Regions from separate parts of the Mus musculus genome. Here region 2 is linked to region 1. Evidence: chromatin contacts called from public HiChIP or PLAC-seq data. All regions are on one chromosome and are shown on one strand. The core of a region is the stretch at or near the end of the contact, and the rest is flanking DNA. Distances in the headings are between cores, read along the strand shown. Region 1 has its middle 31 kb from the start of Olfr15. Region 2 holds the start of Zfp174 (zinc finger protein 174).

The links. HiChIP or PLAC-seq counts read pairs in DNA pulled down with a chosen protein or histone mark.
Region 2: a contact with region 1 is called in an HNF4G HiChIP or PLAC-seq map of pancreatic cancer cells. The contact joins the promoter of Zfp174 here to the enhancer-like site in region 1. A contact is called at or near these places in 2 of 39 promoter capture datasets (frontonasal cranial neural crest and macrophages), 1 of 15 datasets of contacts at CTCF or cohesin (the NIH/3T3 cell line), 2 of 115 datasets of contacts at active chromatin or transcription factors (embryonic stem cells and pancreatic cancer cells) and 3 of 9 other capture datasets (adipose tissue, liver and pancreatic islet).

The regions. Positions count from the first base shown.
Region 1 is chr16:3,806,650-3,810,035 of GRCm38.p6, forward strand. No RefSeq gene overlaps it. Among named protein-coding and RNA genes, the nearest start is that of Olfr15, 31 kb to the right of the region's middle. Within about 2 kb of position 1,507, at least 12 of the 459 cell types and tissues checked have an H3K27ac peak or open chromatin away from gene starts, as enhancers often do. A contact at or near this core is called in pancreatic cancer cells, where this site is marked.
Region 2 is chr16:3,845,619-3,849,004 of GRCm38.p6, forward strand. It overlaps Zfp174 (zinc finger protein 174), which reads left to right and starts at 1,605. Exons shown (of 3, transcript NM_001081217.1): 1 at 1,605-2,656. The coding sequence starts at 2,255.

The DNA.
Region 1 (3,386 bases), core at 257-2,756:
TAAGCAGCACAGGTTGTCTTTCCTGTGAATCTTATCTTCTTTTTTTGTTTTGTTTTGTTTTGCTTTTTTGTTTTTTCAAGACAGGGTTTCTCTGTATAGCCCTGGCTGTCCTGGAACTCACCCTGAAGATCAGGCTGGCCTCGAACTCAGAAATCTACCTGCCTCTGCCTCCCAAGTGCTGGGATTAAAGGCGTGCGCCACCATACCCGGCTTAGCTTCTCCTTTTTATAGATAGCACCTACATGAAGGTGATGGAGTATAGATGCCAAGAAACTAGAACCAACCCAGATGTGAGGGGGAGAAAGAAGCTATGGGGAGAACATTAGGGACAGTACCAAAACATGGGTAACAGCGAAAAGGGCAAAGCTAAGGTGGAAGGGCTTAGGTAGGGAGGGAGAACAGGAAGATTAAGGAGAGGAGGAGTAGGCACCAACGAAAAACTCAGAGCTATTAAAAAAAAAGGCACAAGGAGACCTGTTACTTTGTAGGTTTATACACAAAGTAGCGTGCGTACACACACACACACACACACACACAGGTTTAAGAGCAAAACAACAGATGCCAGGGTTAGGCCTACAGCAGTCTATGTCATCATGGTACTGGAGAAGTGGCTGAGACTTCTACATCTGGATCCAAAGACAGCAGGAAAAGAGTCAAACTAGGCCTGGCTGGAGCTTCTGAAACCTCAAAGCCTACCCCCAGTGACACACTTCCTCCAAAAGGGCACACCTCCAATAATATCACTTCCTCTGAGTCTATGGGGGCCATTTTCACTCAGAACACTCCACCCACCAATCCCTGAGCTTGCTCCAAGCTCAGGAGCTGAAATATCACTAATCCCCACCCTAGAAATCTTCATCCCAAACACTCCTCCCCTGAAAACCCCCATGTACACCTATCTTCTCCCCAGTTCTCTGCTGCTTGACCAAGCAGGAGCAGCTATCTCCTTGTGTCTTTCCCAAAAAATCTCTTGTGTTAGGGTTGTTGTGTGGTGTGACCTTGTGGCTTTCCTTGGCTCCAATGTACCAGGATACATTTCCTTTTAGAACTGTAACTGGGGAATTCTCCCATCTCAGAGCTGCAGTACCTCCACTGGGGAAACCTTTCCCTCGGATCTACAAAACCTCCATTGGGAAAACCTTCTCCCTTAGAGCTGTAACACTTCCATCTGGGAAGCGTTTCCCTTAGAGCTGCAAAAGCCTCATTTGGGGAAGTCTTTTCCCCCTTCAGAGCCATAAGATTTACAAAGGTGTCTTGGTGATTAGGAACCAAGAAGTACCACAAAGTCACACCACACAACAAACCTCACACAAGAGATTGGTTGAGGAGAATCACGAGGTTGCAACCACATCTAAATGGGAAGAGAGACAGCAGAGGGTTGTGGGAGGAATAAGATTTTGTGGGGGTAGAGGGGTGGGGAGGCATTCACAGTGAGCCAGGGCAGAAGTACAGCACAGACAGAAGTATTGTTTGGCCATGAAAGCTGAGTCATAGGGGCAGGGATTTCCAAGTCTCAAGCTGTGTTTGGGTCAAGACAGAGTCAGGTCCTTCGGCCATGATCTCAGTCTTGGTCAAGTCAGGGGCAGGGTTTTCTTGCCCTGGTTCCCTGTTCCCTTCATTTTTCCCTTTTGTGTTAATTATTGATAACTAACCGGGTTTTGTAGAAGATAAAAGCAACATGCTCTCTTCCATAACTGCTTCCTACTGAAATGAAGGTGTGGCTGTCAGGGCCTAAGAAAGCTGGAATGCTAGCCAAAAGCTGGGGAGAGGGATCAAGCAATGGGGGTTCAGCAGAAGCATCTGTTTGCTGACCCAGCTGGAGACAGGGCACAATCGCATTGGCTGGACTGGTTTACATCAGCTTTCAGTATGTCCAGGGCACACAGCCATTTGGAAGTTTGTAGTCTGTAGCTGGTTTCTGGATGGTGTCTGCCAGTCTCTAGACTAGGAGCAGAAGGTTAAGTTTAGGAACTTAAAGGAAAATTATACATTTGGACCTTTCAGGCCCATAGTCCTGGTATTTGTGAGAGGGGAGGAGTCCAGAGACCAGGGGAGAGAGAGACCACAGGCTCAGAGGTAAGCAGCGGGGCAGGGAACACAAGCAGTACTTATTTGACAGTAAGAGGTAGACCCAAGTCTATGACTCCCTTGGATCTAAAGCATATATGAATATTCTGTTTACAAGAAGAGATAAAAGTTTTAGATATATTATTATTACCACTATTTATAATGTGTATGGAAATCCACATTATAGAAAAAGCAGCTAGCAGGTATCTTGCTTTGAGTCATAGCAGAAGCTTTGGGTCAAAAAGCTTGAAAAATTTTCCTTTGTCTAGAGGGCTGGGCATATAGATTGGACAGAGATTTTTTTTAATTTTTATTAGGTATCTTCCTCATTTACATTTCCAATGCTATCCCAAAAGTCCCCCATACCCATCCACACCCACTCCCCTAACCAACCACTCCCCCCTTTTGGCCCTGGCGTTTTCCTGTACTGGGGCATATAAAGTTTGCAAGTCCAATGGGCCTCTCTTTCCAGTGATGGCCAACTAGGCCATCTCTTGATACATATGCAGCTAGAGACAAGAGCTCCGAGGTACTGGTTAGTTCATATTGTTGTTCCACCTATAGGGTTGCAGATCCCTTTAGCTCCTTGGGTACTTTCTCTAGCTCCTCCATTGGGGGCCCTGTGATCCATCCAATAGCTGACTGTGAGCATCCACTTCTGTGTTTGCTAGGCCCCGGCATAGTCTCACAAGAGACAGCTCTATCTGGGTCTTTTCAGCAAAATCTTGCTAGTGTATGCAATGGTGTCAACGTTTAGAAGCTGATTATGGGATGGATCCCTGGATATGGCAGTCTCTAGATGGTCCATCCTTTCGTCACAGCTCCAAACTTTATCTCTGTAACTCTTTCCATGGGTGTTTTGTTCCCATTTCTACAAAAGGGTAGTGTCCACACTTTGGTCTTTGTTCTTCTTGAATTTCATGTGTTTGGCAAGTTGTATCTTATATCTTGGGTATCCTAAGTTTCTGGGCTAATATCCACTTATCAGTGAGTACATATTGTGTGAGTTCCTTTGTGATTGGGTTACCTCACTCAGGATGATGCCCTCCAGGTCCATCCATTTGGCTAGGAATTTCATAAATTCATTCTTTTTAATAGCTGAGTAGTACTCCATTGTGTAAATGTACCACATTTTCTGTATCCATTCCTTTGTTGAGGGGCATCTGGGTTCTTTCCAGACTCTGGCTATTATAAATAAGGCTGCTATGAACATAGTGGAGCATGTGTCCTTCTTACCGGTTGGAACATCTTCTGGATATATGCCAAGGAGAGGTATTGCGGGATCCTCCGGTAGTACTATGTCCAATTTTCTGAGAAAC
Region 2 (3,386 bases), core at 355-2,854, 39 kb after region 1:
TACGTGTGAGGTGGCAGTGGAGGTCAGAGGCGTTAGATCCCCTGAATTTGGAGTTATATATGATTGTGAGCTGCCTGACACAGTGCTTAGAATACAACCCAAACCCTCTAGAAGGCCTCTAGAGGCCTGCCTCATGGGGTTTGTTTGTTTGTTTGTGTGTTTTTCTTTTTTCCATCTTCCTATTTTAAGGCAGGATCTCTCATTGGCCTAGAAATTAGCTCCTAGGCTAGTGTAGGAGGGCAGGGAGTTCCAATGATCCACCTGCTCTCCCTCCACCTCCCCAGTATGGGAATTACAAGAGCTCATCATCACATCCAGATTTTTCACATGCTTGTTTGGCAAGCACTATATCAACTGAGCTATCTCCCAGCCTTAAGGGAAAAAAATTGAAAGTTTTCTAGAGCATGCTTGCACATGCCTTTCATCCACACTGAGGAAGCAGAGGTTGAAGGATTATACACTGGGCTACATTGTGAGAAGTCTCAGAACAACAAAAAGATTATATATAACGAATAAAAATAAAAGGAGCTGGAGAGGCAGTTCACTGTATATAGCACTGGCTGCTCTTCCAGAGGGTCTGGGTTTGATTCCCAGCACCCACACCAGAGCTCACAACTCTCCAGTTTCAGGGGATTCCAACATTCTCTTCTGGCTTTCATGGGCAGCAGGCACATGTGATACACAGACAGACAGGCAGGCAAAACACCATACACCTTTAAATAAATAAATTTTAAAATAAACGAGAGCTGTGAAAGAAAGGCAAAAATCATAGGAGAAACTATTTTTGGAAATGTTAAGCTGTTAGTATGTGGGGAGAGGGTCCAAAGTCTTCAAGCATACGAAGATGTGTACGGAAAAAGTTAAGGTTGGTCTTCAAGTAAGAGAAGTTGTAGTTGCCTTACACTTTCTCTCATATCCCGTACTTCGTGAAACTCAAGAAAGTCTAATAGATGCTCTCCTGGTTTAATGACCCCCACACTGACCTCGTAAGTTCCATTCATCACATAATTATTGCTTCATTGATTGTGAAGACAGAGACTGATCTCTCACCATTGCACATCGTAGATGGTACCAGGTTGTCAGGCTTTACCTCAGACTCTGAAGATAGCCCATGCAGTGGGCAAACTACTTTGTTTCCTACGTGTTTGCATTCGTTGAGTCATTTGCGAAGGTTAGACCACGCAAGAATAGGAAAAAGCCTAGAGGCGAGGTCGAAGAAAGTTAAGATCCTGCTATGGAGAATGAGTTTCAGCGGGTTCGTCCAACCCCTGGGTCCTGTTTCAAGTACACCACAGACATGTCCTAAGAGGGAGGCCCTCCCGGCCAATATGAGACCTGACCTGAAGCCCCCCATACGGAGGACTCGCTGGACCCCTCGCACTTTCTGCTGCCCCAAATTCCCTCAGCCAACCGAGTGACTGCCAACTATCTGGTATTAGGCAGTACATTGCGAACGCTCCGGGACTAGCCACTGAACTACGACTCCCAAGAGGCACTGCGACTGATTGATAAATCAAACAGCCAATAAAAGATTAGCAGTGTCCTGGAGACCCAGTCCTGTAGAGGAGAGGCGGGCCTTCCCGTGGGTAGCTCTTGGAGCCAGTGGGCGTCTCCGTGGCGGGGCTCCGGCTCCTCCCCTAGACTGTGCTCTAGGGTTCCCGGTGTCCAGTCTCTGGCAAGGTGGGTCACCTGCAGGCGGGCACTGGCTTCTGAGCTGCCTCAGAACGTGGTGTCGCAGGTGGCTACTGGAACTGACACCCAACACTGCTGTGGAGCTGCGTGTCCGAGCTGACTGGGCCGCGGAGCCGCACTCCCTATCCTTAACCACGCATTGGTCGCGCTGTGGCCTTGGCTCTGCTTCGCTCAGAGGTGCTGGATCAGGTCGGTGTCTGCCAGATGCCGGAGAGTTGGTGCGAGCTACCCACAAGATGATAGCTTAAACTTTCCCTGGGGATTCCTCTACCGGCCCTAACGCGTTGTGAATTTCGCCAGATACAAAAATAAAATATTCTCTCCAGTGCCCTTCTGGGGTATTATGACTTTTCTCCTTAAAAACTGACGAAAAGACCGGGAACTATTTTGTTTTCAGAGTCTGGGATAAAGACTAGCAAATGAGAAAGCTATGTCTTTGCAGTCCTTCCAGGGAGGCTTCGTTCCTAACATTTTTCTAGCCTTCAGATTTCTCCAGAGCAAGGACCCAGAAGACATAATCAGTTTACCATTAGAGTGACACATTGTTCCCAGAGCCCCCAAAATGGCAGCTAGAATGGAGATAACTTTGAGCACCCACACTGAGGATTCTGACAAGCAAGAGAGACACATAATAATGAAGCTGGAAGAAAACCGTGGCCCCCCTCAGCAAAAAGCCTATCCTGACCCTGAGCTTTCCCGCCAGGGCTTCAGACACTTTTGCTATCAAGAAGTGTCTGGGCCCCAGGAAGCGCTCTCCTGCCTTCAACAGCTCTGCAGACAGTGGCTGCAGCCTGAACTACACACTAAAGAGCAGATTTTGGAGCTCCTGGTGATGGAGCAGTTTCTGGTCATCCTACCTCCAGAGATCCAGGCACAGGTCTGGCATCGGTATCCAAAGAGCAGCAGGGAGATTGTGACTCTGGTGGAAGATTTGCACAGAACATCCAAAAAACCAAAGCAGTGGGTAAGGAGGGTCCTATTTCTGTGGGTCCTAGGTAATGTTTTTGTTGTCTTTTGAGGTAGTGTTTTGTCTCATGATCCCTAGTTAGAGATTCCAGGCTTCAAAAGTTGCTTCCAGCCTGGAGGAATCCCCTTATCCCCCAAAGCCATAACCAGGGTTTCAGAAAACCGAGCCACTGGCACCCAGTGAGGAAGCAGAGAACTAAGCTATTCCTTCAGAGACTCCAACCTTGTAAGAGTAGGTTTTGTTTGTTTGTTTTTTAAGATTTTTATTTATTATATCTAAGTACACTGTAGCTGTCTTCAGATACACCAGCAGAGGGCGTCAGATCTCATTACGGATGTTTGTGAGCTGGGATTTGAACTCAGGACCTTTGGAAGAGCAGTCAGTGCTCTTAACCTCTGAGCCATCTCTCCAGCCCCCATAAGAGTAGTTTTAAGGAATCTCTACTGTCAGGTCTTCCCTGACCCACATCTTGAAGCTTTGCTACAATCAGAATTCTTAGCCAACAGGTCTAGCCTGTTCCATAGGAAACTAATTTTGGTGAAGCTCTGTGGACTTTGTTCCAGTGAAGTGTCTACCATATTGCCTTTGAATGGGAAAGTCTCAACTCAGTTCTCAGGTGTCTTGCCCCACCCCCTTCCCCAAGTGAAAGCCCAGCTGGAGCCACAAAAGGAAGCAAGTGACAGGTGGGGCAGCTTTGCTGGATCTGAGTGTCCTGGTCCTCTTTGGC